2 separate regions of the Zea mays genome follow, and region 1 is linked to region 2. Evidence: chromatin contacts called from public Hi-C data. All regions are on one chromosome and are shown on one strand. Each heading gives the region's core, a stretch centred on a gene start, on an enhancer-like site or on the middle of the called end of the contact. The rest is flanking DNA. Distances are from core to core; before and after follow the strand shown.

Region 1 (4,514 bases), core at 1,681-4,180, 290 kb after region 2:
TGTGTATCCGCATCTGTAAACTGTTGGACATATCCTAAGAGGAAGAGTAGGGGTCTAGAAGGTTTAGGGCGCTTACACGAATATCTATTGTCTCGTCCATGTCGATGGACGCTTTAGGGGCTTATTTGGTTTGCTATCTAACTTGCCACACTTTGTCTGACTTGTTTTTATCTAAAGTTAGTTCTTTAATTTGATTGATTAGCCTTAGGTAAGTTATAGCACAGTTAGTCGAGAACCAAACAGATTACATGTGTTTTTCCTTGAGACAAGCCCTTGTCCTCTATATTGTTTAGGCTGAGGCCTAGTGGGGTCGAGGTCCCTGATTGTTCCATCAAGGCTCTAGATGCCTTGAAGGGCTCTCTAGACATATGCGAGTGACATTTGGTTCAGAAGGTGACTCCAAACGTTGGTTCAGAAGGTGACTCCAAACGTTCGATGATGAGGATCATGCTTATTACATCGAGGTTCATGACGATATATAGGAGGAGAGGCTCCCTTCGCTTCGAAGCAATCAATATGGGGTGTCATTGAAGTTGGCTAGGTCACACTTAGATCCTGTTTGGTAGGGCTCTTTCTCTGTCAACTTTAGTTCTGACTCTGGCTCCTCTAAGAAAACAACTCCTTCCTTATTTTCAGTAAGAGCTATAAAAACACCCTGTTTAGTCGGAAATATAGTTTCTTCTGCAGCTTCTCCTACGATGTAGTGCCAACGAAGAGAAAAATATAGGAGAGGAGCCGGCAGAAGCTCTTTTTTTGCTCACGGCTCCTGTTAGTCTTTCTAGAAAGAGCCCATAAAAAATATCCCCTTTGATAGATTTTTTAAAAATATGTTGAAGAAGCCCTTGAAGAACTCGATCATGCCGTCTTCGTGGTGAAAAACAGCCAAGACCGTATTATGGCTCTGGCCAAGCTCGCTTGTCCCATGAAATTCGATTTATTTGACTTTGGTGGTGGGCTAGGCTGACTTTTGTTTATTTCTTCAATTGATTCATTTCCAATTCCAAATCAGTTTCTAAATTTGAAAACTTGATACACATATTTTGAACGGATAGAACCACACACGCAACAGCACACACACCCCACATGCCGGGCTCATGCCCGCATATGCACGCACACATACATAACAACACTATTTGTCAACCTAGGTAATGATCACCCACCCTAAAATGACTTAACAAATATTAATTTATTGTTAAGTTATTTGATTTTTGTTATGTCATTACATGGTGGATGATTATCACCTAAGGTAACGAATAACAACACATATATATGCATGAGGATCACAAAAGATCGAGATACACCGGTGGTCTTGAGATTTTGGTGGCCCGCAGCGAGGTTTAAAATAGAGCCCTAATAGTACTAATAATAACAATAGTAATAATAAATAAATAAATGCTAAATTGCATAAAAATATCTTAAGAAGTACATCTCTTTGTAATTCATGTAATATTGTAAACTCATCTGCTTATTTATTTGTTTCTTTTCTTATATTCGAACATATACCGTCTAGAGAACATGATTGTGTGTCACAAAAATAAAATAGAATAGAATAATAATTAAATAAAAGGTATCGCTACTTGCTAAGTTACAAAATAATTAAATCCATTTATAAAATATTACCAATTCTGTAGTACTTCCAAATTCTCAAATAAATGAATCCTTTGGTGCAAGATAATATTTAATCAATAGAACACTAAAGGCCTAATGCAAATTCACAAAATATTGTCTAATCTAGTAATTATACAAATTACAGTTCTACATAGTAATTATTTTGGATTTGGCTTAGACAAAAAACAATAACTTCTTAACAGCAAGCCAACAAGCGAAGCCTTTTGAAACCAGCCACACGACAGTCAAGGAGATCGTTGGCAAACGATGTATCCTACGTGTGGCCATGTAGGATGTGTCCAGGATGCATATGTAGTGGTAGTCTTCAATTCCCAAGGGTTAGAATTAGAATGAATATAGAGGGTGTTTGGTTGGACGTTTTTATGCGTGGTCAGTGGTATCTATTCTCTACTTTTCTGATTAGATACGGAGCCATATCTTTTAGTTACCACTTCCCCAGCTAGTGTTAATACATAATGTTAACTAATCAAATACATCTAGCTTTCTGTTGCACTGTAACTTAATCTGTTTGTGTTACGTTAATCACTCACTGCAATAAACCAAACACTACCAATGGTAGCACCGTACATGTATTCTATGTATTGTATCTGAATGTGGGTCCCGTGGAATCGGGGCCATGGTGCCACCCTTTCAACCACGAGAGTTTTGATGGTTAATTTGCCTCTGTTAGATCGTAAATCCCCTTGGTTTTTTAGCACGTGAGGGTTAATTTGGTGACAAAGGGATCATAGAGGATTGATGAGTAAATGAACTAATTTTTTCCTTAATTCCCTCTAATTCTCCCTTATCTCTGGCCATCAAATTAGCCATGACCCTGATATATTCGTTAGGCTCTCCTGTTGATCTAATTCACTGTCAACAGTATCGCTAGCTTTCAGGCAAAATCGTTACAAACTAGTAGAAATCAATTTCGCAATTCCTTCTGCGCCATGCCAACCGTCAACCGACTTGGAAACGCGAACAAACCAAAGCAAGAAGTCCGCACCCCACCTGCTCGCGCGACGCGTCACGAAAAACACCCGATTCCGCGGGCGACGCCGGCAGGCAAGATATTTTCCGCCTCGCTTCATCCACGTGTCATCCCCGTGCTCTCGGCACGCCTCCCGCACCGACCACGCCTCGCCAGCGCCGCTTTTAACCGCAGGCAGGCTGGCGCAGTGCGGGACGCGTTTGCAATACAACTGGGCGTGCTCCCGTCCACCCACCTCACGACCGATCGGAAATCCCATCTCCCCTGCCCACCCAGAGAGAGAGAAAAAAAATCACACCAAATCCCCTCCCCCCGATCCATCCATCCCCTCCCGCCGCCGCCGCGCGCCGCTGCCTAGATCCGCCTTCCCTCCCCCGCTCCCCGCCGCCATGGCGTCCTCCCGCACCTCCTGGGCCGACGTCGCCGACGCCGAGCCCGCCCCGCCTCCCCCGGTCGCCGCCCCCGCCGCCGCATCCAACGGCCCCGCGCGTTCCTCCTACGTTCCGCCCCACCTCCGCAACCGCCCACCAGCCGCCGCCGCCGCCGCGCCCGCCTCCGCCGCCCCGCCGCCGCGCTCCACCGCCGGCCTCCTCACCCGCACCGGCGGCGGCAGCAGCTTCGGTGCGGGCGGCGGCGGAGGATTCGGCGGGGGCCGCGCCCGCGGCGGTGCCCGGTGGGACCGCGAGCCGGACCCGTTCGCGGACTCCGCCGCCGACGCCGAGGTCCCGTTCGACGAGCACCAGAACACGGGGATCAACTTCGACGCGTACGAGGACATCCCGGTCGAGATGTCCGGCCGCGACATCCCGCCCCCCGTCTCCACCTTCGCCGACATTGACCTCGGCGACGCGCTCAACGAAAACATCCGCCGGTGCAAGTACGTCCGCCCCACCCCCGTGCAGCGCCACGCCATCCCGATCTCGCTCGCCGGCCGCGACCTCATGGCCTGCGCGCAGACGGGCTCCGGGAAGACCGCCGCCTTCTGCTTCCCCATCATCAGCGGCATCATGAAGGCCCCGTCCGCGGGAAGGCCGCAGCGGGGCGGCGGCATGGGGATGAGGACCGCTTACCCGTCCGCGCTCATCCTCTCCCCGACTAGAGAGCTCTCTATGCAGGTCATTCTAGATTATGCTGAAGCAGATCCAGGCATGTGCTGGCTGGTTGCTAATACTACCTTGTCCTTTTGTTGTGTGCGTGCTGCAGATTCATGAAGAGGCGAGGAAGTTTTCGTATCAGACTGGTGTTAGGGTAGTTGTCGCTTATGGAGGAGCGCCAATTACTCAGCAGGTACAATCTCTTAATTCCTATGGTAGTCACCTTTTGCCTATCAGTCTGATTTGACATGGTTTATTGTATTGATGGACTATCTATAGTCTTCAATAGCTAGATTAGTTTTGTGATAGTTGTTTGCTTGGCATATATTTCTGACCCAATGTAACAAGTCAGCTGGTAGACAGCAATGCAATGTTTACATGGTACCAATATATGCAGTCAATTAGTTATGGATTTTTTTTTAAATCTGTGTCTCATCCTAAATTTATATTCTTATTTGCAGTTAAGAGAGCTTGAGAGAGGTGTTGACATTCTTGTGGCTACACCTGGCCGATTGGTTGATTTATTGGAAAGGGCAAGAGTATCTCTACAGTCAATTAGATACCTTGCTCTTGATGAGGCAGATAGAATGCTTGATATGGGGTTTGAACCACAAGTTAGAAGAATTGTTGAGCAAATGGACATGCCACTTCCAGGTGCCAGGCAGACAATGCTGTTTAGTGCGACGTTCCCAAAAGAGATCCAGGTTGGCTGTTTTTTTTTTATGTTTTGTTAGCATTACTATGATGTTAAATGTTAAACCTGTGCGCTCCATGAGTAAACAATCATATTTCTTTGTAAGCCGTTCTTTTAGTAAATCTAT
Region 2 (4,746 bases), core at 905-3,404:
GCAACCGTGACGAGAGAGAAACAGAGACTGCATTGTTGAAATAGAGGGCACAGTGGACTCGAGTACAAAACAAAGTGATGTACAAAATAGTGTCTGGAAGTTGTAAATGAAACTCCTACAGGTTCACATTTAACATTTGTACTAGTGTAGCAAAGTTGAATGATGGAAGCCCTCTCTTCCTTAAAACACAACACTAGCTAGCATGGGCATTTCATACATATATATATACAGAGGGAGAGATTGCTAGTTGCTTTCATTCTGCTGCCAGAGTTGTTAGTAGTATCAAAACGGAAGACCATACAATGTTCAAAAATCCTTGGCTCTATGAATCTTAGGATGCGCTATCTGCTGTAAAAATCCCTGGCTCTCCATAGTTCTTAGAATGTACTACCTGCATAAAGTAGTAGGTTTGGGAGGTATCGGGAAATTTGTCTGGTTAGTATTACATACACGCCCCTTCCAAAATTTTCATCAATCAAATGTTTTAGGTAGTATAAATACTTAACAAACTCGTTGATGCTTTCAGTTGCAGGAAGTTCTTCTTCGGCACTGGCTACATCAGTGCAACCTACGCCGAAGAAGTTCCACGCTTGCGTTACGCTTCGAAGAGACCAACTGGCACCAGTGGCACAGATCAGTCATCCATTTGACACCAGTGGCACATACCAGACATCTATTTGAAACCAGTGGCACATATCAGTCTTAGATACATGACTGAGGCTTGGAAGAGCAGGGACATTCGGCAGCGATACATTACAAGCCTGTCATCAAAATATTTTCATCGCTAGTGCTACTACTTCTAAAGTTTGGATATGTCAGCGGCTCTATCCTTAACTAAGATACCTTTTGCTGAATGTTTGGCATACAGGAGTGAAACAATAGACTGTGTGCAGGCTTGAGTGGGACTGTCCGTGTTTTTTTTTCCGAGCAAACTAGCTCCCACAACCTGGCTTTGTGAGAAGATAGCAGAGAAAAACACAAGTTTCATTAACTTAAATATAAAAAACGAAGCAGATCTTGGAGAAAAAGAAAAATTAATGCAACATGTCTCGACCAACACTTACAATGGGACGGTGTGCTATGCAGATGTTCAAAACATTAATTTGGGGCTTGATTCAGACGTCCAGTGAGTAGTCACGTAAAGGAGATCAGATCAGATAACACCGTAATAATTTGTGAAGAGACAACACTGATTTATTTACATCTAGTAGGAACCAGACAGGTGTAATTAACGGTAACGCATACCCCTCTGGTAACTGGTTTGCGTGCCAACCAAACTGTATCTAATCAGTGTTGTCGAAAATCATGGTGCACATTCTGCCACCTAATCCATAATTGCAACAATCAAAATCCCAATCTAATAGCATTGTAGACAGCACAAATCTGCGTGGCAGTGAAGCCTCTCCTCCCCTCCGCTTCCACCTGCCTCCGCGCTCATGCGCGTGATGATGTTTTTTTTTTACTTTGGCTCGCTAAGACTGTCCTAATAGAGCGTGTAAAATAGGAGATATAAAACTATAGAAAATATTATTTAACATTATTTGTAGAAGACAGAAGTTTGAAATAGAGGATGATATGATCTGCTGGGGTTTTAGTCACTAGATAGAAAGAGAGAGCTAGAGATATAGATATAGATTTGATAATCGACTTAATTATTTAACCGCCGCCAGCAGAGTACGTGATTTTTTTTAAATGTGTAGCTAGACGTGGGGAAAAGAATATAGAAGGTGCTTTCTTTAAAAAAAATACGTTAGCTAAAGATTGTTGGACTGAGATTTGTTCCCCACGCTAAAAATACAAAAGGAAAAAAAAAAATACAGCGGCAGCATCCCGTACTTCAGGCATCTCACTGCCCCCTTTTCGTCATTTTTCCATACCGAACCACGCTTTGATTTGCATCCGACGTCGTCTCTCTCCACTGTCCAGCAGTTTCCTCCCCAGGCAGCCCCCTGCTTTTGCTGCATCTGCTCTTGGTCCATGGACTCAGCCTCACTGACAGCCGCACCGGAAGAAGCGTGCGTACGCGTGGCCTGCACTGCAACCATTCCACATGCTTCCAACTCCTGGACGAAGCTTCCTCTTCCCCTCTGTTGCGTCAACCACAAAGGACATCGCCGTAACGTCAAAGTCCAAGCAAACCTTTTTTTTTTATTTGCACCGACCGACCGACCGACGACACCGCCAGGTCCGCCACCACCACCGGTACAAGGCACGCACTCCCAGAAATCGCGACACGTCGAACCACGCACGACGCACGCACGCACGCAGACGCAGGCGAAGACGGCATGCGCGCCCTGATGCCGGAGCAGAGGAAGGGTCGGTCGCGGCTCGCCGCCGTCCGGGTGGGGCGGTCGCCGGCGGCGGCGTCGCCGTCCCGCCGCCGCCGCAAGAGCGGGAGCGGCTCGACGGCGGCGCGCCCGGTGCCGACGCCGGGCCCGTCGCGGTCGCGGACGCGGACGCGGCGGGAGGGGAAGAGGCGGGCGCTCGCGCGCTCCGCGTCCGAGCCGCTGCTCTGGTTCGGCGACGCGCGGGTCCACGACGTGCCGCCGCACGGGCCCGGGCTCGGGCTCGGGCTCGATTGCCCGCCGTCCCCTCCGCCGCCGCCGCTCGAGCGTCCGCACACTTGCTTCGACGTCTTTGCCCCGGAGTTCGGCCGCTCCCCCTCCTACGCCTCCCTCACCAGTCCCTGCCCCCGGGAGGTACGGTACGGCCCGGCCCCGCCGGCGAGCTAACCGAAGCCCGGAGTTAGGCAATTTGCGAGGTTTATTCACGGGTGGGAGTGGTTTGGCTGGCGCGGTGTGCAGGAGGCGAAGGTGGTGGTGAGCGTGACGGTTGAGGGCAGCGTCGGCCCGGTGAAGGCCATGGTCAGGCTGGGCGCCAGCGTCGGGGAGGCCATTGCTGCCGTGGTCGAGAGGTACGCCAGGGAGGGGAGAAGCCCGCGCCTGGACCCGGCCGCAGCCGAGAGCTTCCAACTTCACCACTCCCACTTCAGCCTTGAGAGTAAGCCACCACCATTACGCTTGATTTTAGTAAGAAGTGTCATACGAACGTTTCGGTGCTTGTGCTTGTATTTTGGATGTTAGCGTGCGATAGGAACCATTCTGGCTTGATCAAATTGGCGAACCATTCCGGATTTCTCGAAATCGAACTGCAGAGTAAGGCAACCTTAGCTTACTGTTTTCCTGTGATCCACGTTTAGTTATTCTTCATGTCGTTTTGACTCAGAAACCATTCCCGAAAGGCCGAAATGGAATTGCTATTTGTCCAGTGGGTTGATTTGTATTTTAACTACTGTCTGGCTGATTATTTGTGAGACAACTGCAGTTTTAACTACTGTCATAGCTAAAATGAGCTCTGTTGTCAATGACACATCACATCAATGAGACCATAGACATCTAACATTTTTTTTTGCTACTATACATATAGAGACATAGGTTGGAAAATTTTCTGGCTGTCGTTCTCCTGATTCGGTCCTCCAATTATATAGAGCTAGGCGGCTAGGCCCGATGCTTTGGTCGGCAGGATATAACATAAAATATATAATAATGTACTTATCGCGTCAGAAAATTGTGTGGATGCCAACGTCAGTGCATCTTTATGGTGCCATATAATTACATAGATTTTAAAAACCCTGCCCACCGACGTACACAGTTTAAAATATTTGGATTCACTGCTTGATTATGAAATCAATAATAATAATAATCATCATCTATTTCTGCGCCCAGGGTCAGCCATAGCCTATTGGGAACCTTGAGTCAAGTGTGACTGTCAGGATGAGGCTACTAGAAAACATATGGTGGATAGCTTTTGTGTTGACTAACTTCTTGTTTGTCATAAGTGCCACGGCAAGATGGTACATTAAAGCATAAACAACACACACTTCTCTTCGTGTTAGTTGGGCCTCTGAGAGCTGTTTATTACAGTTATAACTGTTATATACTCTGGTCAGAAACAAGTCATTTAATTGTTTCTGATCTGAGGGATTACCTATGTAACTCTGGTCAGAAACAAGTCATTTAATTGTTTCATCCAATAACCAGTTGGCTTCTATATATCAGCTTAAAATTCGAGAGCGCAATACGAATTTGGACCCATTCTCGTTTTTTTTGTATAACACATTACATACTGGATTATGTGTTCATTACCTGCTGAAGCTCTTTGAGCATGAGAGTGACAGATTTTATGGAAATTGAGTCATCCTACCCTAAGACAGGACAAGAGTAACCATCCTGACCATTTTTTACCCTCACAGGTCTGAACAAGAAGGACAGAATCGGAGACGTGGGAGGTAGGAACTTCTACCTGCACAAGAACGATTCAAGCAACGACGGGCTCTACCTCCAGGGCCAGGAGGAGCCCGGTGCAGATCCAAGTGGTGGTGACATCAGCCGGCACTCCTCCTCAGGAGTAGGACAAGCATCTGGTGGCGCTACAAGTCAGCACCAGGTCCTCACCATCGTCATCAGCAAGCTGGATAAGATTGGGCGGCGGACGAGGCGGATCTGGAGGTTCATCACCTGCAACAACTGCGCATGACGCAGCACAATGCACAAAGCATCTGCTGCACAACAGTGCAGGCAAGAGGTAGTTAGCTAATTAACCAGTGAAAGGCTTGGCATGGATTCTGGTTAACCAGTGTGTGGTGTGGTGTGGTGTGTAATCCTAATTCCTAGCAGCAGTTAACCAGTGTACATGCCATTGTGGTTGTGGTTAAACCACAAGAAGAGCCAGTGGGGAAGGGGATAG

Evidence for each region. A called contact is a pair of places that touch in the nucleus more often than the background predicts.
Region 1: a Hi-C map of bundle sheath shows a contact between it and region 2, with 2.7 times the contacts expected there. The contact joins the promoter of LOC100381785 here to the promoter of LOC103652800 in region 2. A contact is called at or near these places in 7 of 25 Hi-C or Micro-C datasets (bundle sheath, ear, endosperm and 2 more).

Annotation. Positions count from the first base shown.
Region 1 is chr4:8,318,053-8,322,566 of Zm-B73-REFERENCE-NAM-5.0, forward strand. LOC100381785 reads left to right here and starts at 2,931. Exons shown (of 6, transcript NM_001174584.2): 1 at 2,931-3,714; 2 at 3,803-3,886; 3 at 4,155-4,397. The coding sequence starts at 2,989.
Region 2 is chr4:8,033,133-8,037,878 of Zm-B73-REFERENCE-NAM-5.0, forward strand. It overlaps LOC103652800, which reads left to right and starts at 2,155. Exons shown (of 3, transcript XM_008679780.4): 1 at 2,155-2,699; 2 at 2,805-3,000; 3 at 4,253-4,746. The coding sequence starts at 2,286. The coding sequence ends at 4,536.